Regions from separate parts of the Mus musculus genome. Here all the other regions are linked to region 4. A link is a contact called in public ChIA-PET data. All regions are on one chromosome and are shown on one strand. Each heading gives the region's core, a stretch centred on a gene start, on an enhancer-like site or on the middle of the called end of the contact. The rest is flanking DNA. Distances are from core to core; before and after follow the strand shown.

The links. ChIA-PET counts read pairs in DNA pulled down with a chosen protein or histone mark.
Region 1: a contact with region 4 is called in an RNA polymerase II ChIA-PET map of memory CD8 T cells, with 231 read pairs. The contact joins two enhancer-like sites. A contact is called at or near these places in 1 of 484 Hi-C or Micro-C datasets (nephron progenitors) and 2 of 115 datasets of contacts at active chromatin or transcription factors (effector CD8 T cells and memory CD8 T cells).
Region 2: an RNA polymerase II ChIA-PET map of memory CD8 T cells shows a contact between it and region 4, with 25 read pairs. The contact joins two enhancer-like sites. A contact is called at or near these places in 4 of 115 datasets of contacts at active chromatin or transcription factors (T-cell acute lymphoblastic leukemia, bone marrow-derived macrophages, embryonic stem cells and 1 more) and 1 of 9 other capture datasets (embryonic stem cells).
Region 3: a contact with region 4 is called in an RNA polymerase II ChIA-PET map of memory CD8 T cells, with 71 read pairs. The contact joins two enhancer-like sites. A contact is called at or near these places in 3 of 115 datasets of contacts at active chromatin or transcription factors (the HPC-7 cell line, effector CD8 T cells and memory CD8 T cells).

Annotation. Positions count from the first base shown.
Region 1 is chr17:83,451,718-83,459,452 of GRCm38.p6, reverse strand. It overlaps Eml4 (echinoderm microtubule associated protein like 4), which reads right to left. Exons shown (of 23, transcript NM_001379374.1): 14 at 4,901-5,052; 15 at 3,296-3,421; 16 at 3,080-3,211; 17 at 2,391-2,458. It overlaps Gm46594 (a long non-coding RNA gene), which reads left to right. Exons shown (of 3, transcript XR_003952356.1): 3 at 1-911. Among named protein-coding and RNA genes, the nearest start is that of Gm46594, 17 kb to the left of the region's middle. Within about 2 kb of position 5,667, at least 26 of the 459 cell types and tissues checked have an H3K27ac peak or open chromatin away from gene starts, as enhancers often do. A contact at or near this core is called in memory CD8 T cells, where this site is marked.
Region 2 is chr17:83,309,410-83,316,681 of GRCm38.p6, reverse strand. No RefSeq gene overlaps it. Among named protein-coding and RNA genes, the nearest start is that of Eml4, 38 kb to the left of the region's middle. Within about 2 kb of position 4,086, at least 237 of the 459 cell types and tissues checked have an H3K27ac peak or open chromatin away from gene starts, as enhancers often do. A contact at or near this core is called in memory CD8 T cells, where this site is marked.
Region 3 is chr17:83,396,356-83,403,033 of GRCm38.p6, reverse strand. All of the region lies in intron 1 of Eml4 (echinoderm microtubule associated protein like 4), which reads right to left. Among named protein-coding and RNA genes, the nearest start is that of Eml4, 49 kb to the right of the region's middle. Within about 2 kb of position 5,088, at least 147 of the 459 cell types and tissues checked have an H3K27ac peak or open chromatin away from gene starts, as enhancers often do. A contact at or near this core is called in memory CD8 T cells, where this site is marked.
Region 4 is chr17:83,766,511-83,774,179 of GRCm38.p6, reverse strand. Mta3 (metastasis associated 3) reads right to left here. Exons shown (of 17, transcript NM_001379391.1): 8 at 7,574-7,669. Gm46597 (predicted gene, 46597) reads left to right here. Exons shown (of 3, transcript NR_168497.1): 2 at 1,138-1,309; 3 at 2,237-2,541. Among named protein-coding and RNA genes, the nearest start is that of Gm46597, 7.6 kb to the left of the region's middle. Within about 2 kb of position 3,304, at least 16 of the 459 cell types and tissues checked have an H3K27ac peak or open chromatin away from gene starts, as enhancers often do. A contact at or near this core is called in memory CD8 T cells, where this site is marked.

The sequences.
Region 1 (7,735 bases), core at 4,418-6,917, 320 kb after region 4:
AAATTTAAGACAAGTTAAAAATATTAACATTACCCTGACCTATTTATCAACTTTCCAAGGAGAGAGAGAGAGAGAGAGCAAGCGAGCGAGCGCGAGAGCTGACAGCTGTCTGTGAGCACAGCTTCTGAGCAGCAATGGGTCATCTGTCAGCTTGTAGGTGTGTAGCTACCTGAGACTCTGATTTTGTGCGGATCCAATCCTCCCATTCTCAAGAACTTGAAACAACTGAGGCTGCTCCTCAGCAGCATTTTTATTTTTTATTTAATTTTTCCAGTTTGCCAGTGTGTGGAAGTCATAAGCTGAGGCACTGTGTGTCACTGAGACAGGGTCTGTGTGTGTCTGTCTGTCTCTGTGTCTGTCTTTCTGTCTCTCTCTCGTTAGACCCAGGAACTCGTAGACTCGGCTATCCTTGCTAGCCAGCTTGTTTCCACTCTGAGTGCTGGGCTATAGGCTGGATGCCATGCCTAGCTCCAGTCATGGCCTTTCACATCAAGAGCATTACCCTCTGAGTCCTTTTTCCCCAGTCTGGCAAATGATTTTTAAAGGAAGCCAATAAGCTTGTTAAAGTGTATGGTTTTCCTACGGATGTGCAGCAACACTGGGAGCTCTAACCCTTGTCGCTTCACGACGGGTATTCTTTCAGAAGTTGCCACTGTGGCTAGGATCTCAGTTCTTACTGAAAGTTCTAGACAAGAAAAATCTCTGCAAAACTTGTGTTTTCGCATTGTATTTACAATATCTTACTCTGGAGTGTATACAGTAGAGCAAAGCTTCTATTTGGGAGTAATGTGTCCTCACTATGAGGCTCTAATGGACTTCTGATGTAATAGCCACCAGGGATGGGAACTCTTCTGTTATAGATTAAGCTGACTTGTGAGCCTAGTACCAAATAAAAGATACACCATCCTTTATGATGACGACTTTTGTGTGTGGAGGTGGTGGGGTGAGGGTGATCACATCTCATGTAGTCCAGCATAGCTTTGAACTTGCTATTATAAAACCAAAGCTAACCTTAAAGTCCTGATCCTTCTACCTTCACCCCACAAATGCTAGGATCACAGCCATGTGCCATCATGCCCGTTATATGATTTTTAGTGACCACACACACATTTTAAAGGTAGAATTAACCTGAAGTCCCTATATAAATGCATCTCTCTTCCTTTAGAAAGCTATGCATCCATAACAGTGTCTTTTGGTTTTTGTGTTTATGGTTCTTGCTTTTTTAAACGAACCTCTAGATACAAAAACAGGAATGTTGGGGCTAGAGAGACAGTTACACAGTGAAGAGTGTATGCGACTTTTCTAGAAGACCCAAGTTTGATTCCTACTGCCAATGCTAGGTAGTTAGGACAGGCTCAAAAGCTACAGAAGACACCAGGGAGAGAAGCAGAGGACTCAACCTCAGGCCCACTGTTAGTCAAACTCCTTTAGGAGAAGTGCCCTGCTATGTTTCCTTAGTACCACACTAATGCATGCTGGACTCCGTGGCAATCACCAATGTACTCACTACTTGGCAACACGATGCAGAATTTATACATGGACACGGACACATGGCTCAAGATATTACCAGTCCATTTCTCTGTGCCTGTAGCATTTGGACATGTTTTACAGAAAACTAGTTCCTAGCCCTAAATGTGACTTAAAAAGTGAAATGAGTAATCTGAATGGCTAAAGTAGTAGCTTTTCAATCTCATACAGTAAAGTTAGGTGTTTACAGACCAAAGGGAAAATAAAAACAATGGAATATCCATGAATACGAGGCATGGAAGCAGGCGTGGAGCTTGGCAGAGCTCTATCTAATCCAGCAGTGACAGCCATATCTGCCAACAGGAGACTCCAAGTCCACACCAGTGAGCACGGACAGACTGCCAGCACTGCTATGGTGACTACTGAGGTAGTAACTACTTTACCTCTGGAGTACATCACTAAGATGGAGGACCTCACAGTCACACAGATGTTAGAAAGTAGTTTCAGTGGTTTTCAACCACATCCTTTTAATTTTTTTTTTTTTTTTTACATTTATTTACTGTGTGGGTGTGTGTGTGGTGCAGTGCATGTGGAGGTCCAAGAACAATTTTTAGGAGTTGGTTCTTCTGATTCTAGGAACTGAACTGCCAGGGTTGGTGGCAAGCACCTTGCTTGCTGAGCAGTCTCCTAGCTAATCCATCAGAACAATTAAAACAAGAACACAAAATAGGGCTCTGTGTATCTAACTGACACCTTTATTCAAACAGTATGTCTTCATGATTTTCAAATCCCGCTAGCTTTATGCTTCATTTTAGAGCTCAGGAAAACAGTGACTGACCAAGTACACACTAGAGTAGCTAAGTGTGCTATATGACATGATTTTCCCAATGATGCAAGCAGCCCACCATTTCAGATCTGCCTACCTGCCTGAGTGCGTTCCAATGGCTACCACTGTACCGCTTGGATGAAAGTCTGCACAGTGTCCTGGTTCCTAGAGGAGAAAAGGACAGGCATTTGGGCATAGGATAAAGGCTCCTAGGTTTAAGGGAACTGGTTTTTTTTTTTTTTAAATCTTTCAAAATAACTTGTTTTAAATAAACAAGAAGTTCTAGTCAGCTTTACTGTAAACCAATGAGAAATGCTACATGGACAGAAGTGGCAAAGGTACTGACTGACTAGCGAGGGTAAACAAGCGATGGGCTCGTGGCCAGGGAGTGGAACAATACAGGTAACACCAAATATGGTAAGAACTTCACAAAGAACATTTCTTTTGGGGTAAAGGCAGTATGTGCATACAGTAGTGAGAAATACAAGGTGACCTACAAGGAAGGCAGTACACTCTGCTACAGCATTTACTAACTCCAACTGTAAAACCACAGAGGCCCAAGCATTTCATAATTAATGTTCTACAAATGTACAAAGTCTTTGTAAGTTTACTACTGAAACTGAAAGGAAAGCATCCAACTCCTGCTTCTGAGTGTGGATTCACACTGGAAGGAGGCCAGACAAATGCCTTACTCTCGACCCTCCTACCAAACTGCAAGCATACATTAAATGAATGCTTCATCGAGCACCACTGGGAGGAGTCTGCACGGGGAAGCTTTGCACTCACGTCCACAAGCCTGGTCCACTCCAGCCTGTGCTCCACTGAGTTCCACATGCACACCTGCCTGTCCTGAGCACACGTCAAGAGCAAATCTTTGAAGGGATGTGTTGCAAGGCCCCAGAGTTCATCTGTATGACCCTGAAAACGAAAAAACCCTCCTTGTAAGAACCAAAGCATATTGTCGAGAAATAATGAAGAAAACGTGGGCATCCCACAGCTTACCTGGACTTCTATTTGGAAGCCATCATTAAACGTTCCCCGTAAAATAAAGTTTCGTGATGTGCCTACTAAGAACTGTTCTGCCCTTCCCTCTGCAACTGCTCTAATGGTGCCATACTGATCAGGAACCTGGAACAAATGAAGGTGTGAAGTTACCACAAACAGTGACATGCAATAATTACTACCTCAACAGCGCTATGCTCACAGCTGTCTGCAGTTAGAGGGTAATAAAGACAGACTCTAAACCTGAAACTATGTGGTGGTCTCATCAGATTGTAATTTAATGTTCAATTACATTTTATTACACAGAAGTTATAATGTATTATTATTAACATTCTTTGCCACATTTATCATAATTATCTTTGTAGAACAGGGTCTCCCACATGCTATTCAAGCTTGTCAGTGATCTAACTTGCAGCCCACTTCAGTAAAATTTACATTTATATTCTGTATGATACTGAGGGTTATAGAAATGTGGGGGAGGAAGGAAGTTCTATCCGAGCTCATAAAGAATATGGTCTGGGATTTGTTTCATGTTCTTCTGGGCAAGTTACTTAGCTTAAGACCATTCATTTATCTATGACATGGGGATAATACATTTATTCCCTATTCAGGGACCGAAAGATAAAAATTACAGCAAATCAAAACACAGCTGGCCCTTTAATCTGTAGACTCTGTATTCAAGTGCTAAATCATCCATGGACTGAAAATACTGAGGTGAAAAACCTTCTGTATGTACTGAGTATGTATGTGTGTACTGAGTATGTATGTGTGTACTGAGTATGTATGTGTGTACTGAGTATGTATGTATGTACTGAGTGTGTATCCACCCTACCCCTGCCCACCATTGATTAGTTCTTATACAGTTCAGTAAAATACTTCCATAGCAGTCACACTGTATCAGGTATGGTAAGCAATACAAAGACAATTTAAAGTTTAAGTCCATAGAAATACTTGACTACAGTGGGTAAGGGACTTCAGTACCTACAGATTCTAGCATCTATGCAGATACTAGAGACTACTCCCTTACAGAAATGAAGGGATGACTGGATTGTAAAGTATTACAATGGCCATTCTCAGGTCTCCTTGTGAGACCATTTCATTCACACACTATGTGACATACGCCCAGTGTCCTTCACACTGATAACTGATCCACAGAATGAGAGATGGCACGTTTCTTCCTCAGGAAGGGTTGGTTTTAAAATGTCTCTGCTTATCTGGATCTGCCTAGCCTGTGACAGACCCTGAGTTTAATTTCTTGCACTGCATAATAAAGCCCTCAAACTCCACATTATTCTGTTTAGAGCAGAGTCCTCTGTGTTGTAACAAATGCTTTCCTATGGGGAGGGAATGAACAGAAGGAACCAGAAAAGCTATCTCAAAATGGGACAAAATGCATGAGTAGAGTGTTTGTTTGTTTGTGTTTGTTTTTGAGACAGGGTTTCTCTGTGTTGCCCTGGCTGTCCTGGAACTCACTCTGTAGACCAGGCAGGCCTCGAACTCAGAAATCCGCCTGCCTCTGCTTCCTCAGTGCTGGGATTACAGGCGTGTGCTGCCACGCCCGGCTGTGAGTAGAGTTTTGCTTTAAGATTCCATTCCCAGCCTTACCTCTATTTCTCTTTCAAGGTTCAGATCATGATCCCACAAAATTATTTTTCTGTCTTTTCCGCCTCCAGTTAATAGCATCCCATTTCTCATCTGACAAAGTGTAAACACACTGCCATCATGAGCTTTGATTTGTCTGTTGATCTGATACACACCTAATATGGTAAGAAAAAAATGAAAACACGAGAAATAAACACGTTTTATTAGACTTTAGTATCTCTCTGGAAACCAGCTTTAGCAGAGCTACAGGGTGAATTCGCAGACAGTTCACATTTCCCTAAGCAAGAACCTGGTCCCAGTAAGCTACAGAAACATGGCAGGCACAGAGACTTCAGACTGAATGTAGTCCTTTACAGTTACAGCAGGATCATGCACTCTACAAATATTTTCTTTAAAAACCCTGTAAGCAACAGCCTTTCTCTCTCAATCTCTGTCTCTGTCTCTCTGTATGTCTCTCTCCCTCTCTGTGTTTGGTGGAGTTGGGGAGGCATTAAAGTTGTTTTTAAGTGGGTCTTCTTGTTATCCCAGGCTAGCCTTGAACTTGTAATGTAGTTGAGGATGGCCTTAAATATCTTGTCTCTACCTTCCAAATGTTCAGTTTATGTAGTGTTGGGGATCAAAGCAAGGCCTTGTGCATGCTAGCTAGGCAAGAACACTAATAAACAAGATACATCCTTAAAAAAACAAAACAAAAAACAACCCTGTAAGCTGCTGCAACAGTGCTTCCTGTTCAGACCACAGGGGATATAAAGTGCAGCTCAGCACCAACGTCAGCGTCATCTCCCGTGATAGCTTTGTGCAGTTTTAGAGTAGTGTGAGTGTGACGAGTTTGCAAAGCAAGGATCCCAGGTATCGGTAAAGCTGTAGCCAGGATCCCAGCCTCCCACCTCAGTGTCCCTGGAGCTTTGCAAAAGCCTCTGTAAGCTCAGGGCATGGCAATCACTAATAAACATTGAATTCTCCTTTCTAATCTGCTGAGAAACAAAAGAAATGACTTCATCCAAACCAAGTCCGTGTCGCTTACTCAGGGCAGGGCTGTAGCAGTCAAGGGAGGCTAATGAGACATGAGGACAGCCAGCCTGTGGGAGATAATGCCTTACAGAATTCGTTACCAGGTTCACAATGGAAGCCAGAGCCTTGTTTAAACATGGCAAAAGTCAACAAAATAGCCTTAGCTCTTGTGGAAAAACGGGAAGAAAAAAAAAAGATTTAAAAACCACTCATTTTTAAAAATTGCATAGCAACTGATGACTGGGTAAGTAAGTAGAACAGGGCTGTGCCTAGATGACTGAACACTAGGTCAAGGGGAGGTAAGGGACAACAAGTCTCGAAGGATGGACCTTAGGAACTTGCCAAGTTAAACTGCCAGTTATCGTCAGTCATGGTAGAGCACACCTATAATCCTAGGAGGCAGTTTGGGCTACACAGTAAGTTCTAGACCAGCCTGGCCTATATAGCGAAAAATGTTAGAAAACAAAAAGCCAAATAAAAAACTAGTTATCTAAAGCCACACATTTTACTTTATTTTGAGAGATGGGGAAAGCTAATTGGTGCACGGCTCCTTCCTAGTAGACCCCGACAAAGAGCATAAGTGGATATAGCAAGCATTACTGACTGCACTCTTAAAAGGAGCACACTTTATGTCATGTGAACGATGTATCAACAAGGCTCTTACTGAGATTAACTTACTTTTCTATTAGAGCTGTCATTAAGTTTGCAAAATTAGCTGAAATTAACAAGGGTTTGGCATCACTAAAATGTCTTCAGCCGTAGCTGACCGTGAGAGCTGCGGTGCGTCCCTGGTAGAAAGGCGCAATGGACCTACTGCTCCCATCTACTGCCTCCAGCTAAACACAACCCACCTCTTGAGCAACACAGTATGATCAGTGGATGTCTGTCTACACAATTTATCCATCTTTGCTGACTGCACCCAGGTGCCCAGGAGAGAAAGGACATCTAAAAAAATGTGAATTTTCTGAGCACTGCCGAGTCCCTTAAGTCAAGGACAGAGGAAGGAAAAGAGTGTAAACAGTGAGCAGGCATATCGAAGCTCTCCCTTCTTGTACGTGGTCCAAGTAGTAAGTAGTTTTGAAATTACAAAACTAGTCAGACGTGGTGGTGCGTGCTTTAAGTCCCAGCACTTGGGAGGCAGAGGCAGGCAGATCTCTGAGTTCAAGACCAGCCTGGTCTACAGAGCTAGTTTCAAGACAGCCAGGGCTACACAGAAAAATCTTGTTTTGAAACATGCCATACCCCCAATTAACCCCCACCTCCAAAAGGAAAGAAATTGCAAAAACAGCTAGGCATGGTGGCACACACTTTTACTCCCTGCACGCAGGCGGCATAGACTGTGGATCTCTATGCGTTCCAGGTCAGTCAGTTAGGTCCACCAGTCAGACCCTGTCTAACACAAACACCCATTAAACATCAGGTGTGAACACCATGGCTCCCTGTGAAAAATGCACAAAGGAAAATCAAAGTTTTCTGTTCTTAATTCAGCCACCCTGTTACTTAAAGAACTGTCTCATCAGGATAAAACCTCCATCACGTGAGTGGCTCGGTTCCACTCACTGCCTTTCAAGCTGGGATGCTGACACAAAGCCCAGATAGTAACTAAGTTAAAAAAAAATGCTGTGTTTCACATTTAAGCATATTCCAAGTTTCTTTTACAGACTATAAATAAAACATTACAGTTGAAAAATCTTTCTCTTATGAATCCATAATTCTGTCAGTCTAACTTAGGTTAAACATTTGAAATACTTGCTGAGAAAAATTACTGTTTTTGAGTTTAAAGACTTTATGCTGAGGTTTAACTGTGTGGCCAAGCCTACCCAAGTC
Region 2 (7,272 bases), core at 2,837-5,336, 460 kb after region 4:
AAACCACTTGAGTTGAGTCCCATCTCTGGGCCCCTCATGGTAAGCTCTGGGGCGATTTAAATTTGAATAAACCTTTAAAAAACAATATCCTTAGAAATTGAAACACTTAGCCAGGAGGTGAATGATATAACCGCCGGTGTTTCTGTTTTTTTTGTTTTTTGTTTTTTTTTTAATTTAACTGACAAGAAACCAGGACTTTAGTTTAGAATCCATTCATAAAATTATCTCTGCCTTCCTCTCATGGTTCCTCCTCCTGCCTTTCATCTTTCATCTTCTTACCCTTGCATATTTCATCTGATCTGCTGCATCAGGTTTTTTTGTTGTAGAGCACCCTATTAATCTCAGAACTCTGGAGGCAGAGGCAGATAGATATCTGAGTCTCTAGACCAGCCTGGTGTACAAAGCAAGTGTTAAGGTTACATAGAAAACCTTTGTCTTGAGAAACAAACAAACAAACAAACAAAAGAAATTGTCACATTTGTAATATATTAGCTTAGTTCACTTTAGAAATGCCTTAAACCAAACCAAACCAAACCTCCAAACCTGGTGCAAAAGGCCTGTAATTAACTTGGAAAGTAGAGGTGGGAGGGACAGGAGTCCAAGGACTGCCTTGTCAATGTAGTAAGTGGAAGGCCAGCTTTAGATATGAGACCAAGTCACAGCAAAGGAACAAAAATGCCCCATTGAGTCAAAGTTCAAGGCTGTCAGTCTGAGTCTCTTAGAAGGTAGACAGAAATAACCGGGAAAAAGCAACCCCCACCTTTCATTTCATGTTTATTTTATTACAGTGTGTGCATGTACGCCAGTGCCAGAGGCTGTAATAGGGAGTCAGAAGGCTTGCCCTCCATCCTGTGATTACTGAACTCAAACAATCAGGCTTGATGGCCAAAACCTCTTAGGCCTTTGTGTCAGCCCCAACCACTTTTCAGTGTTGTTTAAAACTCCCCTGAAGACAATCTGCTGTTACTCAGCCCTGACTTTGAAGAGTTGATAAGTTTCGTTCAGAGCTGAACAGGAGGGGAAAGATTACATTTCCTCAGGAGCTGATCTTGCTTCCTCTCCTCAGACAGCAAGGATGATATAACCGCCGGTGTTTCCGGCTTTTTTTTATTTAACTGACAAGAAACCAGGACTTTAGTTTAGAATCCATTCATAAAATTATCTCTGCCTTCCTCTCATGGTTCCTCCTCCTGACTTTCATCTTTCATTGTCTTACCCTTGCATATTTCATCTGATCTGCTGCACCAGGTTTTTTTGTTGTTGTTGTTGTTTTAAAACAAGCAGTAGGCCATCGAGATGACTCAGTGGATAGAGGTGCTTGCTACTTGCTTTGAAAGCCTGAGGACCAGAGGTCAGTCTTTAGAATTTGCTCCAAGGTGGAAGGAGAACGCTGACACTATGAAGTTGTTTTCTGACATCCTCACATACGTCTTGGCATGCACAACACACACACACACACACACACACACACACACACACACATACACACACACACACACACACACACACACAAACAATATATTTTAAAAAAATAAGACCCCTTTGAGCAGCTATCAACTAAGTGAGAACTTTGCTCCTTCATCAGGTGGTATAGTGGGTAGGACTGATCTGGGCATTTTGCTCTTTTGTTTTATTTTGTTTTTTTGAGACAGGATTTCTCTGTGTAGCCCTGGTTGTCCTGGAACTCACTCTGTAGACCAGGCTGCCCTGGAACTCAGAAATCCGCCTGCCTCTGCCTCCCAAGTGCTGGGACTAAAGGCGTGTGCCACCACCACCCGGCTCTCCTTTTTCTTTCCTTTTTTTGGTGGTGGTGGTGGTGTTGGTGTTTCTCTGTATTGCCTTGGCTGTCCTGGAACTTGCTCTGCAGACCACACTGCCCTTCACTGAAACCGTCCCGTCTACAGTAATGCGCTCAGCGCGCCTTGTTCCCCATCCACCAAATACCAGTCTCAGCCCTGTCATGGGGAGAATCTCAAATGCCTACATGTTTTTCCTAAGGCCCTAGGGGTTTTGGGTGGGTGCTTGGACACATTGATGACATCTGCCATTCCATCAACTACCTCTCTAGCACGCCCTGTCCCCACCCACCCTCACCCGGTTTACAACTGGAACCTTCAGATTGCTTTGGTTTTAATGTGTCCTCTCAAAGTTAGTGTGTGGGAAGGTTAATCCCCAGCACAACAGTGTTGAGAAATAGACCTTTCAAAGATGGTTGCTTTATGTGAATGACGTCCACTCAGGGACAGCTTCCTTTCTTGGGAGTTTCTTACTCAAAAAAGAATGAGTTCTTCATCTCCCTCCCTCATCCCCTTCCTCCCTCCATGTCTTACATTCTGCCCCGTCGTCGTAACAGAGCAGGACAGCTCTGATCAGATGCTCCAGCCTCATAACCCTGAAACAAATGAAGTTTTGTTCTGAGACAAGCTTAGGCTAGTCCCAAGTTCAATGTGGCCAAGGATACCATCGAACTCCAGCTTATACCTCCACATGACCTTATATCCCTAGATATGCTTGCATTGAGAGCACCATGCATGCTACCTTCATTCTTGGGGTGTGAGTTTGTGGGGTACAGAAGATTGAACCCAGAGCCTGTGCCCCCTATGCCTCTGAGTTATGTACTTGGCGCAGTAAATACTTTTCATTAGATGGACCAGTCACTTTTCTCATCGGTGAGATACTACTTGATGGAAACAAGGAAGGAAGGATTGGCCAGCTGGTGGATATCAGTTCATCACAGTGGGTAAGGTACAGCCGGGCCAGTGTTGCTCTGTCCATGTTGGTGAGAGTCTGCAGCAGGCTGGTTCACACTGTGGCTGATCGGGAAGTAAAGAACAAGACCAGGAGCAGGCTGGACTACAACCTTCAAGCCCGATCCCTAGTAGTCTATGTCTACCAGCAAAGCCCTATATCACAAAACTTCTACAGTTTCCCATTAGCTGGAGACCAAGAACTCAGACACATGAGCCAGCCTGCGGGAGACATTTCACACTCAAACTTTAGATAAGCAAATTTCTAATACATATGCCATCCTACCCAGACACTATTTTACCCTAATGTGGCTAAAGCGTTTTTCCTGAAGCCCCCCACACCAAATGGAGGTAGGAGGGGTAGACAGGAGATAGGAGATAAGAACCATTCTTTAGGCAGATGACTGAAGCCACATGACCTTAGATATCCGTGCTCCCCTCCTCCCCCCACAATGGGAGCTTGAGACAATATGGAGGCCAGATTCTTCTAGGGTGGAGTCTGGTCTCAGATTTTTTTTTTAAAGACCACACCCCTTCCCAGGGAGGTTCTAGCATACTGCCTGAGTTATAGATTCACTGCCCTGCTGGCTGAGAAGAGAGACAAAAGAGAAATCGGGATGGGGAGGGAGTTGGGGAGAGGGGGCGGGATTGGAGCAAGTCCACACCCCGATGTCAGGTGCTCCACTTGGCAGTGTTAATTGAGGGGATTTAAAAGAATGGAGAGACAAGCACATTCCAACGGAGCAGGGTAAGCACGGTTCCAGAAAGTAATATACTCCGAATGTGTTTGGTCTTGAGCAAAACAGATGTGAAATATTTCTGAAGAACCCAGTGAGAGCTTTGTTTTGTGCCAGATGCTGGAGATGTCCCAGCTTTAAAAAAAAAGGCTTATTATTATTATTATTATTATTATTATTATTATTATTATTATCTAGCTAACTTAACTAAAGCCAGCAGCAGGTTCAGAGCCTAGGCTGCCGAAACTCAAGGCTTTGCTAGTGTTGGCCAAGGAGCAAGCATCTGATGTCACCTCAGCGAGAGAGGCTCTCCTCTCTGCCCTGGGCGGGATATGAGCCCAAGATGTCATCCTTGTGCCATGAACCCATGCCTGCTTGGCCTCTGACAAGTAGGTCAGTATAGATGCGGCTTGGGAGCCTCCACCGAAAGCTGTTTGCCGCTGGCTGGCAGGAAGTTACTTCTGCAGAATTAAAACCCATCAGAGCTGATCAAAGGAAGTGCAGGGCAGGCTGGCGGGGCGGGCGGGCCAGATCCTAATCTCTGCTTGCTAGCCCCACACATCAGCGCACATGAGTCACCCCGCTGAGCTCAGCGGACATGATGTTTGGATTAGACTTTTTACGGGGGAACTTTGCCAAACTCGCCTTTGCTGTCTCCCAGCTGAGAAGTAAGGGAGAGAGGTGGCCTTGCGGTGCCAGGGAAGAGGTGGGGGTGGCTCTCTAGGCACCCGGGAGTGGCTATAAGATCCAATGTCCCAAGCTCATCTTGTCAGCTCAGATCTGACTGGTACCAGAAGCAACTGAGCCCACAGCAGGCCCACACATCCTTTCTCCTGAGCCAGCTAGCCAATTAAGATGTACTATTAAAGGCACACATTTTGCCTTTCACTCAACTGTTGGCCTCTCAACCAGCAGGAATTCCTTTTCTCAAAAGCAGGCAACACTTCACCACTCAGGCATCTTGCCTCAAAAGCAGCGCAGTCCATCGGAAAAAAAAAAAAAGAAAAAGAAAAAAAAAAAAAAAAAAAAAAAAGAAAGAAAGAAAGAAAAGAGGGAGGGAAGTCAGAAAATAAAAATTCCCAAATTAAGAGCCAATCCATAAAAGCAGGGCTTCCCTTAGCGCCTGGCTGGTGTGACATCCCATGGATTACTCAATGAAGATGGTGTCAGGGCAGCAGCTGGGTTATATGTGGAAATTCTCCCCCAGAAATAGAACTGCAGAAAATAAGGAGGGGCAGAAATCTCCTACTCTCTGCACGTGGGTATTTGGGGTTGAGTTCCTTGGGCAGAGAGCTGGGTGGGATTCTCGCCCAATACCGACTGGTCCAGGTGCTTGGATTTGGTAGTAGTAATAAGCACCAAGTTTTGCGTAGTTTGTTTTGCTCCCCTTCTCTGGAAGCCCTGGTAGGAACGGAATCAAAATCTTTTGTTTCAGATTCTGCCAAGTTTTGCTTCTGTGCATGGTAACTTGGGAAGAAGCAGCCCCCATTATTTTGTAAGCCAGGCATTCTTGGCTTGTAGTCTCTGCTGGGATTCTACTTAGAGTATTTTAGACTCTCATTTATTAAAGGCTTATAAGTGGAGGTGGCAGTCCTTGACTCTTTCAGAATAAATGTCTCGCCACTGCTCTTGACTATAAACCTTCAAATTTACCATTTCAACCAGTTAGATGCAATTAACACACACACACACACACACACACATTATCAGTTTTGTTTTGTTTTTTTTAATTATCTGTTACCTGGGTGGTAGTGGCACATGCCTTTAATCTCAGCACTTGGGAGGCAGAGGCAGGTGGATCTCTGAGTTTTAGACTAGCCTGGTCTACAGAGTGAGTTGTAGGACACCGAGGGCTACACAGAGAAACCCTGTATTAGAAAAAAAAATCCATCTATAATTCCCACAAATCGTGGTCAAATCTGTCATGAACCTTTAAACTAGGAATGGAAACCCAGTGTACACTTGAAAGCCTTTTAACAAGTTCGGGGAGCAAGCAAGCAGAGGTAGAGAGGGCACGGCTGCCAGGTAACCCTAGAACAGCCCTGACTTCACCTCCTATTAGCAGTCTGAGCTTCCATAGTGTCCCTAATCCCCATCAGCACAATCTTCATCTGTGAGATACAGAAGACGACAGTCCCAGTCTCATGGGAAAAGCTTCAGTGAGCTAAGGTAGGTAAAACATTGAGTGAAGTTCCTGGCACCCAGGAAACACACACAAAAAGTATCATTATTTATACTGTAGTGATTACTCTGCAACCAGCATTGTGTAGTGAATGGTGGCAAGCTGAATTGGAGTCTCCAGTCAACAATTCTTCCTTGTGAAATTCTTCTATGTCTAGAGTTGGAGTTTGGTTTAATTGGAGTCATTAGCTCAAGGTGCCGATGCTTGGTCAGGACTGCCCTCTTTCTTGGTTAGGAAGAAGCCATGGTGAGGAAAGAGAGGGGTCCTGAGTAACTGGTAACTAAGGCATTGGGGCCAGTGAGATAGCTCAGCAGATGAAGGAAGGGCCTTGCCTCCAAGCCTGACTGTCTGAATTCTATCCCTGGGACTTACCTGGTAGGAGAGACCTGACCTTTCAGCCTTTGATCTTTGACCCTCATGTTCATGCCACTTCCTGGCAAATAAATAAATAGATAGATAATAAATGGCACTGCTTGTTTTATTTTAAAAAGATACTGGCTGACTTTGGTAGTATATACCTATGAGCCCAGATCTTAGACGGCTGAATCAGGAGGCTCATGAGTTCAAGGCCAGCCTAGAACATAGTGAGTTCTAGGCCAGGAAGATCCACTTAGTCAGTCTGGAAAAAAGCAAACAAACACAAAACAAAGCAAAACAAAAATATATGAAGCATCCCCCCCAAAAAACAACCCCAAAACCCACAAACAAGAGGCTAAAGATGCTGTTCCATTGGAAGAGCGTTTGTCCAGTTTGTCCAGTTTGTCCAGTATAAGACCGCATCTCAAAAACACACAGGGGCTGAAGACCGGCTTAGTGGTTAAGAGCGCTTGCTGCTCTTATAGAGGACCAGAGTGTATAGAGGTCTCTAGCACTCATCAGGAAGCCCACAACGGCCCATGACACACACACACACACATACACACACACATACACACACACACACACATATACACACACATACACACACACACATACACACACACACACACACACACACACATACACACACATACACACACACATACACACACATATACACACACATACACACACATATACACACATACATGCACACACACATACACACACACACACACACACACACACACACACACACACATACACACACACGCATGCGCACGCGCGCATGATGGCTCAGGAGCAGTTGCTTGCTGCACCCTGACAACCTGAGTTGGATCCCAGGACCCACACGGTGGAAGAGAGAACTGACCCCTGCAAGTTGTCCTCTGACCTTCACACAGGCTGTGGCATTTATCTGAGCACACACGTGCACAAATAAACAGATAAATGTAATAAAAATTTTAAGAAAGAGATATTCTGGCTGAAGGTTTTGTTCCGTGGTATAATGTGGATTTAGCATGCAAGATACCCTGGGTTAAATCTCCAGAATTAGGGGGGAAAAAGGGTAGTATATGCATTATTCCTTCCTAGAGCCAGAGGAAGAAAAAGCCCACAGTTCTCAGCAGCGTGTTATAGGAGGGTAGACTATACTTTGCCTTTAACAAAAGCCAGTTAGTAACAGAGATTTAGACTAAAGCTATTTCTCCCCCTTCCCCCACTCTCCTCTAAGAGCTGCTTGCAGGTG
Region 3 (6,678 bases), core at 3,839-6,338, 370 kb after region 4:
GGCAGGAGGCAGGCAGGCAGGAGGCAGGCAGGCAGGCAGGAGGCAGCAGGCAGGCAGGCAGGAGGCAGGCAGGCAGGCAGGAGGCAGCAGGCAGGCAGGCAGGCAGGCAGGAGGCAGGCAGGCAGGCAGGCAGGAGGCAGGCAGGCAGGCAGGCAGGAGGCAGGCAGGCAGGCAGGCAGGCAGGCAGGCAGGCAGGCAGGCAGGCAGGCAGGAGGCAGGCAGGCAGGAGGCAGGCAGGCAGGCAGGAGGCAGCAGGCAGGCAGGCAGGAGGCAGGCAGGCAGGCAGGCAGGCAGGAGGCAGCAGGCAGGCAGGCAGGCAGGCAGGCAGGCAGGCAGGCAGGCAGGCAGGCAGCAGCGCTGGGGTAGGAAGGGCTTGCCTGCGTGTTCTTTTCCTTCCACCAGTGCTTCACCTGGGTGTGGGAGGCAACAAAAGGAAAGGACTCAGCTTCCTAACAAGAAAGCAGAGAAGGGGTCTTCAGAGCCCAAGAGTGCCATGACAACAGAGGACGTTTGTAAGCCTGCACACGAAATCCTCCAAGCTAGGCTTTCCAAAGGGAAAGGATGATCAATGCCCAGTGTCCATGTTGGCCCACACATATATGCATGTATACATGTGTAAGTTAGCATATAAACTGAGCTGTTGAACTCTTCTTCCTCTCCCATCTCTCTGCTTGCTCTGATTACTTGTAACCATCTCTTTGGGAATGTGTGAGAGTCTCTAGAGCAGGGACTCGGAAACTAACTGCTCTGTTCCACAAAGGGGAAAAAAACGTTTTTTGTTTTGTTTTGTTTTGTTTTGTTTTTTAAAAAGTGAACAATGGGAGTCTCAACAAAAAGCAGACATTTTTAAATGGAAATTTTAGAAATGAAAATAATTCTTTAGTATCACAGGAGTTGAAGAAAGAGAATAACAACTATAAAGAAAAGAGAGTAAACTTATCAGAGGACATCACTTAACCTCAACACAAAGGAAAAAAGTAAACCTAACATCAGGCTTAGTATTTGTGCCCCCGTGTCTCCATGGATGAAGAGTCTGGGGGGCAGAGGTGGATCTACATAGTGGCTAGACTTCCCAAACTGTTAAGTTAAAATTTACAAATTCATTTAAATTGGGTGTACTGAAAGCCTGCAATCATATGCAAAAATATATACATAAAGCAGACTAAAACACAAAGGCAAAGTTATAAAATGTCAGTTATATAAAGTATGTTCATATGCTCTAAGCAGGAAGACGCACATGAACAAGGTACAGAAAGGACAAGTGTTCCCACCAGGACAGACTGGCGCTTAACTACACTAGGATTCAGAATGCAAACCAACAGGGCAATCTGCAAATAGGAAACAGGCAGATGTAGCACACAACACCCCTGAAGGAACAGCATCCCAGATAAACAATTCCTATAAATCAGTTTTTAAAGATCTTACAGAAAAACTGGCAAAAGCCTGAACACAGAAAAGGAACTATTACAAATGACCAATGAAAAAAACGGGCTGAGGTTTGAGTACATAGATCTTGGTGAGGAAAATTGCAACCGTACCAAATACTATTTTACGCATATCTGTGCAGGGTGGGAGTGATTTTCTCTTCTATAAAAGATAGGGTGAGATGAACAGATTATATTTATTTTTTTATGTGTGATAATGTAATTACTTTTGCAAATTAAATTCCAAAAAGAAAGAAATGAAGTTGTATTCCCAAAGAGCCCTGAGATTTTATAGCATACAAATAAGAAAATTGGGAGGATTTTTAAAAAAATCATAGTTGTTAATAATATGACCCTTAGATCTATTATGTGTCTATTTTTAAAAAAGTCCATCTATGAGAAGACATACAATATAAATTGCCAGGCTGACTTCAAATTCAGAGACCTACCAGTCTCTATCTCCTTAAGAGCTGAGATTAAAGGTGTGTGCCATCACTCCTGGCTAAAATGCCAGACAGAAGAGTAATGGCAGATTACACAAGAACACTAGAAATGTCCAGAGTAAGAACTTGGAGAAACCATTAAAACAGCACATACAGTTTAACAACTGTACAGCCCAAATGACAGTCAGCAGGTGTTAATCAAATAAGTCACTATATTGTGGCATGCCACACAGATCATAAAAAGGCCAGTGCATATTTATAATCACAAACATATGCTGACTACAGAACGAACACACTGTAGAGGAAACCCTGCAGCTCAGCATCAATGCTGTAGTGTCTGTCTGTGCAGAGTGGTTTCAGTTGGTAAACACACGGAAATGCAGGAACAAGTCTCTGGGAAATAGGATTTCAGAGAATTTTCAGATGAATTTCCTATAAAAAAAATGTAAGCAAAGTAATTTTTTGTTTGTGGTTTTAGGAGATGGTTTCTCTCTATGTAGCCTTGACTATCCAGGAACTCTGTAGATCAGGCTAGCCTCAAACTCACAAAGATCCACCTGCCTCTGTCACCCAAGTGCTGGGATTAAAGGAGTGTGCAAGCACCACCCTGCCACACACACAAAAAAGTTTTGTAAAGAGTACTTTTGAGGTCCTCCTGCTCACAGATAAGGACTAGAGAAACCAGGGCTGTTGAGCACACGGCTGGTCTCTTCAACAGGAGGATACATAGGCATGCCTTCCACCCAGGAGGCTGGGAATAGATAGCTCAGGGATCCCAGATTAGTACGTTTATCCCAGACTCTCCCTCCCCAGAGCTTTATCTTAAGCGCTGTTTCTTAGACAATACACCACCCTTAGTAGGGAATGTCACGTGATAGCCTGCTCTCCTCTAAGCTGTCTCAGTCAGACAGCACACCAGATCCCAGGCCCTTACAGAACCCATCTTCACTCTACAAGTCAAATGTGCTTGACAAAAGAGTTTTACACTTTAAGTTTTTTTGTGAACGTGGGGTTGAGATCATTGTTACCAGGAAACTTTTCTCCCAAACTGTACTGTACTGTACTTAAATATGTCTAAGATTAACTGTCTAGTGTCAAGACTGGAAGTTTGAACTAGCACCAGCTACTGAGGAGCGCTGACCAGGGTCTCCTTCTTGCACAGAGAATCCTTCCTCTGCTGGCATGAGGCTTGGAGGGACCCCAAAGAGTAAAGTAAAATTATGTTATGGACTTTTTTGTTCAATTAAGTGAAAATCCTTCTGTAAACTTATAAATATGATATTCAATGCATATTACCAGTAACGAGAGGTATGGAATCATTACAAAGTACTCCAAGGCCTTCAAATACCTCCTCTTAAAGACACAACAAAATCTATAACTAATTTGCCAGTTAGTGGAACAGGGGGAAAAAAGGAGAAAGAGATACAGAAGTTTGTTTTTTCCCTACTGGCAGAGGCACTTCTTCATCACCCAGCAACTTACCTTTATTGTTTGACTATTAACCGGACTGGGTTGTCATTAAATACGTCTGCAGAGAGTCAGAAATGATGTAACTCTATATCAAAGAGTCAATGCCAATTTGCATTCTGCAATAGCTAAGATTAATTCCAGGAAATAACTGTAAGGAAAGCGTGCGCGCGCGCGCGCACACACACACACACACACACACACACACACACACACACACACACACACCACACACACACACACACACATACAGCACTGGTTGCTCTTCCAGAGGTCCTGAGTTCAATTCCCAGAAACCTCATGGTGGCTCATCTGTAATAAGATCTTCAGGTGTGTCTTAAGACAGCCACAGTGTACTCATACACATAAAATAAACAAATTTAAAAACAAAACAACAAACCAAAGGAAAAGGTCTATGCTGGAAACACAAATGCACATATAGACACACTCGGGCAGGGTTTAATGTTTCTTACTAATCTGAATATCTTATTTCCGAAGTAAAAATCTTCTAGAAGAAGAGTTTTTAACTAAATAATATTTTAAAACTCAGGTATTTTAAATTTGTAGTAATCAGTAATATTCATTACCTCTGTTTAACAATACAATGATAACAAAAGCAAGACTCCTTTCTGATTTTGAAAGTGAAATAATACTTTGGGTGGTTTAAATAAGGATGGTCCCCACAGGCTCATATATTTGAATACTTAGTTACCATGGGGTGACACTACTTAGGAGGTGTGGCCTTGCTGGAGGACCAGGTGCTCTCAGCTTCTTTTCCAGCACCTGCCTGCATGCTATCACACTCCCCACCATGAGCATAATTGACTAAACCTCTGAGACAGTACGGAAGCCCCTCATTCCAAGCTTTCTTTCAGAAGAGTTGTTTTGGCCATGGTTCACAGCAACAGAACACTGAGACACACTTATCTACTTTAAAAAAGACTGCTTTTCCCTTGTAAGCTATTGTCACTAAAAGTCATCTAGCATATAACACAAAAAATTGTGTTTAAGAAAATGAAAAAGGGGGATGGAGAGATGACTCAGCAGTTAGGAGCATTGGTTGCTCTTCCAGAGGTCCCCGAGTTCAATTCCCAGCAATCATGCGGTGGCTTGCAACCAATTACAATGGGATCTGATGCCCCGTCTTCTGGCACATAGGTATAATTGCAGATAGAGCATACATACATAAAACAAATAAATATCTTAATTAAAAAAAAAACATGAAAAAAGGTCATTTTACTACTGTAATCCAAGGATGGTACCTAGTTTCAAAAAAATAGTAACTATTCTATCATTAATCCAATACAAAATTTAAAATATGTGCAGATAATTCTGTTTCCATGAGGGCTTTGGTTGGACCTGACTGAGGATGAAATATACAATCTGATTTTTTAGGAGGCACTATTTTAAATTGCTGTCCACGAAAAGCTAGTGCTTTCTATTCTTTTCTCAAGGATAATAGTACATTACATAACTAACTTATGTAATATATTATTCTTGAGAAAGGATTAATATCTAATTAATATCTAAGAAGAGTATGCTTCTTAGGAGAAGAAAACCGTGTAGCACACACTTGTTATAAAGTGAGCAGTTTTAAGTACTCAGAGCACTTAGGCCAACACTTATGCCATTCTTTTCGGGCACACTTAAGAGTGCAGGGAAGAACAGGATCTTGATTAGTCCCCACCTCCAGCCTCTTTTGTTCAAGCAAGTCAAGTGTGACAGACAGGACTCTTCTACATACAGGAATCACACACTGAAGCCACTGGCAAGCTGTCTTCCGCTCTTAGCATTTCTGCCTGTTTCCTGCTGCCTTTCCGGACACTGCAAGAAAACCCCAGCTCAAAATCTCACGACATACTTGACATTCTGAGGAAATCCTCTCCATCCAGATGGCCTATCACAAAGCCCATCTAGGCTGACACAAGTAAAACATGCTTAAGACAGTCCCTCTCCTGTCCCTTTGCTCTCTGAGCTAAAAGTTTTCTGCTCATTGATAAAGTGACACAAAGAAGCTGAAGGAGAGCAAGCAAACAGGAAACAGAACTGCCTCAGGCCACAGAGACAGCTAACAGACGTGATTGCCACAGCCATGCGCTGGCTTGAGGCTGGTTGGAGGCTTGGGTGCTTCAGCTGCTCCTCATCCACAGCTTCAAATCCAAACCCAAGTTCTCCTTCTTCTGAAACTGCAACACAGTACCATTTCTATAAATACCACTTCAGAAGTACAAAAGTGATCATTTTTTTGGGTAGGAAATAAAAATAAACACTGTGCGTGCAGTGGCAGGTCACACTTCCTTCTTCCTTTTGCTTTTGTTTAAAATGAAACCCACTTGGAGCATAAAGAATAATCACTTTTCATTAATTTTAAAACCTAAATATTTAGACTATATATGATATAACCATTTCACTAATAAACATAATTAAGTCATTTTCAAAATTATTTTAAAATGTTACAAGCTATAGTAGTATCAATTAATCTATAAGATAAAACAATTCACGACTGCTTGTATACACTCATTTTAAACCATTGATGCTGACAAGTAACGTAAAGTCAGAGATATTTCAGTCTGTCTCACACCATGTAAAGCCAGGTGACAATGAATATAATGGTTTTTTTTTCATGTGAGAGGCTGTTATTACAGAGGCACCTCTGAAGGGGGGGGGGGAGTGGTGGTGAGGGGAAGAAGTGAGGAAGGGAGAAAGAGTTACAATGTATTTTTTGTGTGAGCACTTCTGAAGTCAACTAAACAACAGATTCACAAAAAAGTATTGAAGGTGGCAGAGGATTTTCTTCAATTTGTTACTTTAAAACTTTGTATTTACAAAAAACCTATACCAACCCAAAATAAACACAAGTAATATGACTGCTATAAACACATTCACACACAAAAAAATAGTTAATAAATGAACCGTAACCCAAACGGAACATGCAGAGCTGTGAAGGAGAGGAGACTACACAGGATCAATGAATCTGTAAGCTGATAGAAGTGGAATGTGGAAAACCACCTACATTTATTTCCAATAACCTTGTGGGAAAGTGGGAGCCTTTAAAAGAGTATTCTACAATAAGAATTCAGAAAGCAACTGTTCTGATTAACAACTGGTACAGATCATCAATAGGTAAGCAATGGAGAGACTAATGAGACTTAAGTGAGCTGCGGAGTGCGTCTGAGTCATCACAAATTAGGAAGCCTTCAGATTCTTAATAATGATTCCCAGGGAGCCAGAAGCAGTTGTATGTTAACTTTAACCTCCCAATTTCAGCTGGTTCTATAGTTCTTTAAACTGCATGATGACAGCCTCTTGAAGTTAAGAAGTGCTTTCTATCTAGGATTAGCAAA
Region 4 (7,669 bases), core at 2,055-4,554:
CTCTTGTGTTGATCATTTCAAACTTCATAAATGGGTGGGGCGTGGTGGCACACACCTTAGTTCCAGCACTTGGGAGGCAGAGGCAAGTATCTTTGAGTTCCAGCTAGCAGGGCTATATACAGTGAGACCTCGTCTCTCAATTAACTAATTAACTAGTTAGTTAGCTAGTTAGTTAAAAGTATATTTCCAGCTGAACATGGTGGTGCATATCTGCAATCCCAGCACTCAAGAGTGAGGCAGGAGGATTACAAATCTGAAATCAGGCAGCCAGTGAAATCCTACAACACAAGGGTGCGTACACACTGTGAGACCAACATGGCTCATATGGGCATAAATTGAATTTGCTGACAGTGTCAAAGGCAATAACTTGTACAGATCTGCTCAGTAACTGGTTGGACAAGGTTTGAACAAATTTAACTTTAAAACAAATCATTGCATTCCAAGAAACAAAGGCCCAGAAGAAAATGTCTGTTGTCAGTTTCCCTTGCCAGTCACTGTGTGGCCCTGTGCTCATCTGCTGCAGGTGGTGGGCCAGCACCCTCTGAGGGAAGCTCTACCTTCCCCACCAGGGCTGTAGCATGCTCGCCCTGCTCCTGCCTCCTGCTCACACCCTGTCAAGGTTCACAACCGATATATTTCTGATTCTCTAGTGAACCTCACTAAATAGACCCTGCAATTTCGCTGTTTCTTTTATCTCCAAATCTGAGAGCTTTCTCACATTATAAAATCAGAACGATCAATAGTATTTAGGGATCCTTTCAACTAAGGATAGGGCCATTAACTGTTACTTTGGAATGTCCTAACTCGACAACAGGCAATAAAACTAAAAGACTAGACAGTATTCACAAGCCAATCCCAGCACTTGAGATGTGGAGGTAGCAAGGAGGTCAATGTTATCCTTGAATATATTAGGCCCGTCTCAAAACAACAAAAACAACAAAGCCAGTAATTACAGGAGGGCTGGAGCGTAGCTCAGTGCCAGACTTGTTTGCCACCCGAGGTTTGATCAACACCTCCTCTAAAATTTCATGCAAATTAACCGTGATGCTGAAATTCCTCAAAAGATAAAGACAATTTTTATAATTAACTGGTGCTCCGGAACCAAGACGTCAATAGAACTCAGTGTGTTTGTCTCAGGTGACAGCTCATCAACTGCTTAACCAGAGGAAACCCACACTTAAGCCACAGCACAAGCCGGATGCAAAGATGTGCACTGCGGCCCAGCAACTCAGGAGGCGCAGCCTGCAGGACAGCTTCCCAGCCACCAGTCAGCTCCAGCCTGCACTGACACTGAGACTCATTTTCTCTAGTAAGCCAACCACAGCCTGGTGGAGGGGGTGGTGCAGTCAGTGGGAACTGAACCTCTAGGGGGCAATTTCATTATGTGAACCAGAGGGTCCCTCCTAGCCTCCGCTTTCTGACATGCAGAGGCGTTGCTTTCGAATGCACTTCTGTGTGATCTAACCATGCTCTTTAAAAGCTTTAAGTGAAAGAACATAGCTTCTAAAACAACAAAAAACAACATTCAGTAATAATAATAATAATAATAAAATTCAGTGCGATGCATCTGTCTGTGTTCCAGAATAGTGAATGGAAGACAAGCGAGCTCTGGGGACACTACACTTACCTACACCCACTGGTGGGTTTACAGTGATGCATGCACCCATGAAAGTCACTCCACACATGCTACTGCACATATAGCTCAACTTAAAATTACAGATGGATTTGAAAACTAAGCACAGGACAAGCTACGTCTCCCCTCAGAGGAAGACTCTGCAGAGGTCGCATCTTCTCCGTAGATACGTACATGCGTGCTGCAAGATCCACTCGAATCTAAATTCTGAAAATCATAACTGATCACAAGCTGTTCCCTCTGCCAAAAAGCAAAGGTGTTGTCACATGTCATCTCATTCATAACAGATGGAAATGACAAACACAAGTATTTTAGGAGGAAGACTGACAAGGAGATCTTGGCAAGGGGATTTCTCATCTTTTGTTCATTTTGATCATCGTGGTAAAAAACGATTGTTGTTCAAACATTTCACCCCTGCCCCGGACCTCACAGGAGGCCACCCTGCCCTACACAGACACTGGGTTTCAGCACACGATTTGCTTGCCCAGTAAAGATGTTACATGACATAAGCAATCTTTAGTATGAGTTTGTGCATTTAGCCTCTTTTCAAAAATTCTGGCGTATTTAAATTCTCTACTCTATTCCCCCCACATTCAAATCCAGTGATCTTCTGAGGTCTCCTGCATTCGTGCTAAAGTACTGGCTGAAGAGTCTCAGTTGGCAGAATCTTATCTGACATACACGAACTCCTGGGTCCAGACAGCAGCACCTCGCAACACCCGCTCAGCAATGCACACCCTAATCTCAGTGCTCACGATGGAGGCAACAGCATCAGAAATCAATACACAAGGAAGTTCAAGGCTGAACCACGACACTTAAAGCCTTCCTTTAAATAAATAAATAAATAAATATAAATAAATAAATAAATAAATAAATAAATAAATGGATGAATAAATGAATGAATAAAAGCAATGTCTGTTGCCACCAAGCCTGACCGCCTGAGTTAACTCTCCACAGTGTCATCTGGCAAACACACAGTCAGGCAGCTGCCAGAACAATGCCTGACTCGACTCCAGAGGACTCCAGACAGAGCTGGGGTGAGGAAGGGACACCTCAGGGACATCCCATGGGAGCAGGGAAGGGGGCGGCATTTTCAGAAGATATTCTGTGTTACAGGCATTAGCGCTGTTCCGATACCCGAGTCCATCTCTTATTGAGCCAGCACAGCCAACCTTCCTCAGTCCAGACCTGCCACCAGAAAGCCTGCCTGTCACTGATCCTCGGCGATGGGTCCTCCTGCAGCTTCTTAACTGCTTGGCGCCTTGGGTTCATCACCTGCAGACTTATCCTGGTGTTCAAGGCCACAACCAAAACTTCTTTCTTTGACTCTGCTCTCCAAGTTACTTAGTTTCCAGAGTCCAAGCAGCAGAGAGAAGCAGAGCACGTGTCTCCTCTGGGAGCGAGGCATGTCCCTGACGATGCTGACACTGCCCTGCAGGCCAAGGGGTGGCCTTGTGACCAACATCACAAATAGGGGTGGAGTGGAGGGCACTCTACCAATGCCAGTGACAATAGGGTAGCAATGTTTCAGTCCAGGACAGATTGCATACATCACACATACAATACTGGCACCAGGGTTGCACTACCTGGTGACTTCACGGCCATCTTCCTTTGTGTGAGACCTTCATGATGTTCCCACCGCAAGAGAAGGCAGGGCTTGACTACAGTGCTTACCAGCCAAGCGAGGGGGAAGGGTGTCAGCTGGGTGTAAGCATTTCTCGTTGATGCTTTCCCCTCTGTGTGCTACACAAAATACGTTCTATTTTATGAAGTGAGCAACATGTATGAACGAACCCTCCATGAGCACAGTATAGTTTGTTGTTTGCACTTTGAACTCTTGATCTGCATGCTCCTACCTCCCAAGAGCTAGGATTGCGGGGTGCACTACCAACCAGGGTCCTCAGTATCTTAACAATATCAATCTTACGGATCTTAGATCAGCAACACCTGAAATCTGCAGCTCTGCTGCATTCATAACTGACCTCAAAATGAGGAAGTCAGAACCGGGCATAAACAGCTACTTGCCCCCAAGTACTGGTGATTGACAAGAGGTACAGGTGTCCTAGATGAGCAAACGGTCGAGGAATGCTAAAAGCCTGGAGTCCCCTTTATAAAGTCCCCAAGGAAAATGGACAGACAGTGAAAGGCCACTATGAGGGCTGGTGAGATGGCTCAGCGGGTAAGAGCACTGACTGCTCAAATCCTAAGTTCAAATATCAGCAACCACATGGTGGCTCACAACCACCTGTAATGAGATCTGATGCCCTCTTCTGGTGTGTCTGAAGACAGCTACAGTGTACTTATTTATAATAATAAATAAATTTTGGGGCCAGAGCGAGCAGGGACTGAGCGAGCAGAGTTGATAGAGCGAGCAGAGGTCCTAAATTCAATTCCGAACAACCACATGAAGGCTCACAACCATCTGTACAGCTACAGTGTACTTACATTCATAAAATAATTAATAAATAAATAAATCTTAAAAAAAAAAAAAAAGGCCGCTACGAGTTTTTCATGCATCCCATCTGGCAAGCAATGCCCAAATTCTGTATGCAGACTTTAAGCATCAGTTTTAATCAGCCCCACCCAGATTGAACATCAATTCCTAGGACCTTAAGATTCCAAATGAACGTGAAGCTACAGCAGTTTAAACAGGAAGCCAAGGTCTTCCATATGTCTGTCTGTTTGTCCTACCCATCCCATCTCTCTTTCTTTCTGTTTCTCTCTGCTCTGTCTGTCACACACACACACACACACACACACACACACACACACACACACACACATATATTCAAGAATAGCTAATCCAGAAAGATAAACACCCGCGGCGTTCTAGTGATGAGGAGGCGGAAGGCAGGTAGGAGAGCTGGTGGACCAGAGAGGCCTTGGTAGAGACAAGAATGGATGTGATTCAGCAACACAGCCCCCAGCTGCCCGAGCCTCCAGGTCTCCTTCTGCTTAATAAAAAACACTGCAGTAATGAGCTGGGTGTACGTGATGGTGTACACCTTTAATCCTAGCACTGTGGAGTCAGAGGCAAGTGAAGTCCAGGCCAATCTGGTCTACTGATTGAGTTTAGGCCAGCCAGAGCCGCATAGTGACAGTCTCTAAATAAATAAATTGATCTTCAATTATATATTACTGTAATTTTTAAAATAATGTGTGATAACGTGACCACTAAACAAACAGGGATGGAAATACCAGAGAGTCAGAAGTCACCTTCTTAGAAGATGCATAATAGTATTAACCCTATTATACACTGGCACACACCTTTAATTCTAGTGTATAAGGGTGGAGGCAGGGGGATTAGAAATCATCTGACCAATTTAAAAAAAAAAAAAAAAAAGCCTGCCTGTCACTAATCCCAGCACTTGGGAGGCAGAGGCAGGCAGATTTCTGAGTTCAAGGCCAGCCTGGTCTACAAAGTGAGTTCCAGGACAGCCTGAGCTATACAGAGAAATAACAAAAATAAATAAATAAATAAATAAATAAATAAATAAATAGTCTTCAGCCAGGTGTGACGGCATCATCTGACATCTTGATAACTCTGGAGGCTGAGGCAGGAGAGTTGTCTCAGGCCCATGAGTTTCAGGTTACCCTGAGCAACACAGCAAGTCTTCATCTCAAAAGAGGAAAACACATTTACTATGGCAATACTATATTACACACACACACACACACACACACACACACACACACACACACACACATACATACATATATATATATAATTTTTATTTATTTATTTTCCTGAACAAAGGCTGTGCTGCATGTTCTTTAGCAGTGGGATGCAGAAAGTCACTGTGGCTCCCAGGCCCACACATGGGCTCCATCAGGCAAATAGGCCCAGCCACCAACTGACACACATCAGGGACTGGCTTTCCCACTCTGGGTCTTCAGTCAGGGCAGAAGGCACCTGCTAGAGTATATAATAAGAGCACATGCCCAGTTTTCTCTGAGAAGTACCATTTCCTGAGAATGGTTAAATGACAAAGGACTGGTTACAGATAACATCCTATCTACACAAAGCAAGAGCTCGCAGCATTGGGGGCCCAGCTTCCTGCGTTCTTAAAACGGTGAGGAAAAGCGTGTTTGGCTGGTGTCGGTAGGTCGGCCAGAGAAGGCATGCCCAGCACGTGGGAAGCTCAGTGAATCCCATCACCCCATGTCATCATGCAGCGAGACGGATGGGAAGCAGCGCTTGTGTCCCACAGGGCAGGGGACCACAGGAGGAGCCTGGAGAACACAGGTGCACGCTTCAGATGAACTCAACTCTTAAAACCTAAATCCAGGAGGTTTGGCTTATCAGACAAATTAAGGCTCATTAATCCATGGAGTTACTCAAGTGACAAACCAAGAGAATAAACTACACTGAGATGGCTCAGAAGGTAGAGGTGCAGGGCCCCAAGCCTGACGACCTGGGGTCAACTCCTAGAACTCACAAAGGAGGGAATGCTGGGAAGCTGCCCCTCTGACATCCGAGGATACACACACACACACACACACACACACACACACACACACACACTAAAAGCAGACCCCAGAAACATAAAAAAGAAAAGCGTAGGTCACATTGAGACATTTGGGGTTATAAATTTTCACCCTGTTAAGCATGATTTCACAACATGCAGCCACATTCTGAGGAGCAGGACTCGGGAGTCGGCATGCCGATCAATACCAGCTGGAGCCGAGAATAACTGTACACAAGTTCACAAAAGATGCTGTGAAATTTAAAATGCAAAATTCATGAGTAAAAACAAAAGAAAAGTTTACAAGTGTAATAGACCTTGAATAATGCAGGAGGTCACAGCGACTTAGGCAAGTGTCTTAAACCTGAGCAACACCAGCCACTGAGGGCCCATGCCCTTAATCCCAGCACCTGGGAGGCAGAGGCAGGCAGATCTTTACATTTAAGGCCAGCCTGAACTATAGATCAAGTTCTAGGATAGTCAGGGCTATACAGAGAAATCCTATCTTAAAACAAAACAAAACAAAACAAACAAACAAACGAAAACCCAAACCTTCTATCTCAGCATTTGAGAAGCTGAGGCAAGAGGATTTCTAGCAGCTGTAGGTGGGACAAGGCTCTAGAATGAGAGCTTGCCTTAAAAACAACAGGCGCAGGAGATGGCTCAGTGGGTAAAGGTGCTTGCTGCTAAAACCTGACAGCCTGAGTTCAACTCCCAGAGCCCATGTAGAGGGAGAGAAGAAAGCTGTCCTCTGACCTCTGCCCGACACCGTGATATAGTCATTCACCTACGTGCACCGTGCACTCACACGCACAACACAAAGTTAAATCAAAACAGCAATAAAACCCGCACCAAGTAATCCTGGCACTGAGATAGAGGCAGGAGGATCAGAGTTCCAAGGTCCCCCATATCTAGGCAGTGAATTCAAGGCCTGCCTGGGCTACATGAGTCTGTCTCAAATGTCTTTTTGAATAAACATTTGAGTGTGCTTGGGAGTGTGTGTTTGAAATTCCTGAATATGAACAAAGAATAATAAGTATGAAAATGTCATAATAAAACACAATATTTGAACACCAAAAATTATTTAAAAATTAACCCCCAAAGTGAAATGCGGTTACCATAGCAATAATCTCAATTGTGATAGCAACAATAATCCTTTAGGTATTAAAAGGAATAAAATACTTTATGTGACCCAAAGTCAAGTAGATAGATGGACAGGGAAAAGCACAAAGCTGGCAGAAACTGCCACGCCAGAAGGTGAGGTGTGTCCCGCCACTCTCTATTCGCTCCCTAATACTGTTCACCGGTCTCAGCTCACAAACAAGAGGTCACTCCGGTTAACCAACTGCTAACCTGAGTCAACTTGGTAGACAAGGGCTAGCGGCCAGAGATCTCCGAGTCTCCGGAACTGTTATAATGGTTCATAATTGAGCAAGGAGCAAAAGCTAACCCCAAATGGCAAAAGCCTTCTTACCAAGGTGATGTCTCGGGAGGCTGCGGCTGCACTCATGTGAAGGCTGGGTTGCCTCACGGAGCTGCTGCAGTCCAGGGCTCGGGCAAATGTTCCCAC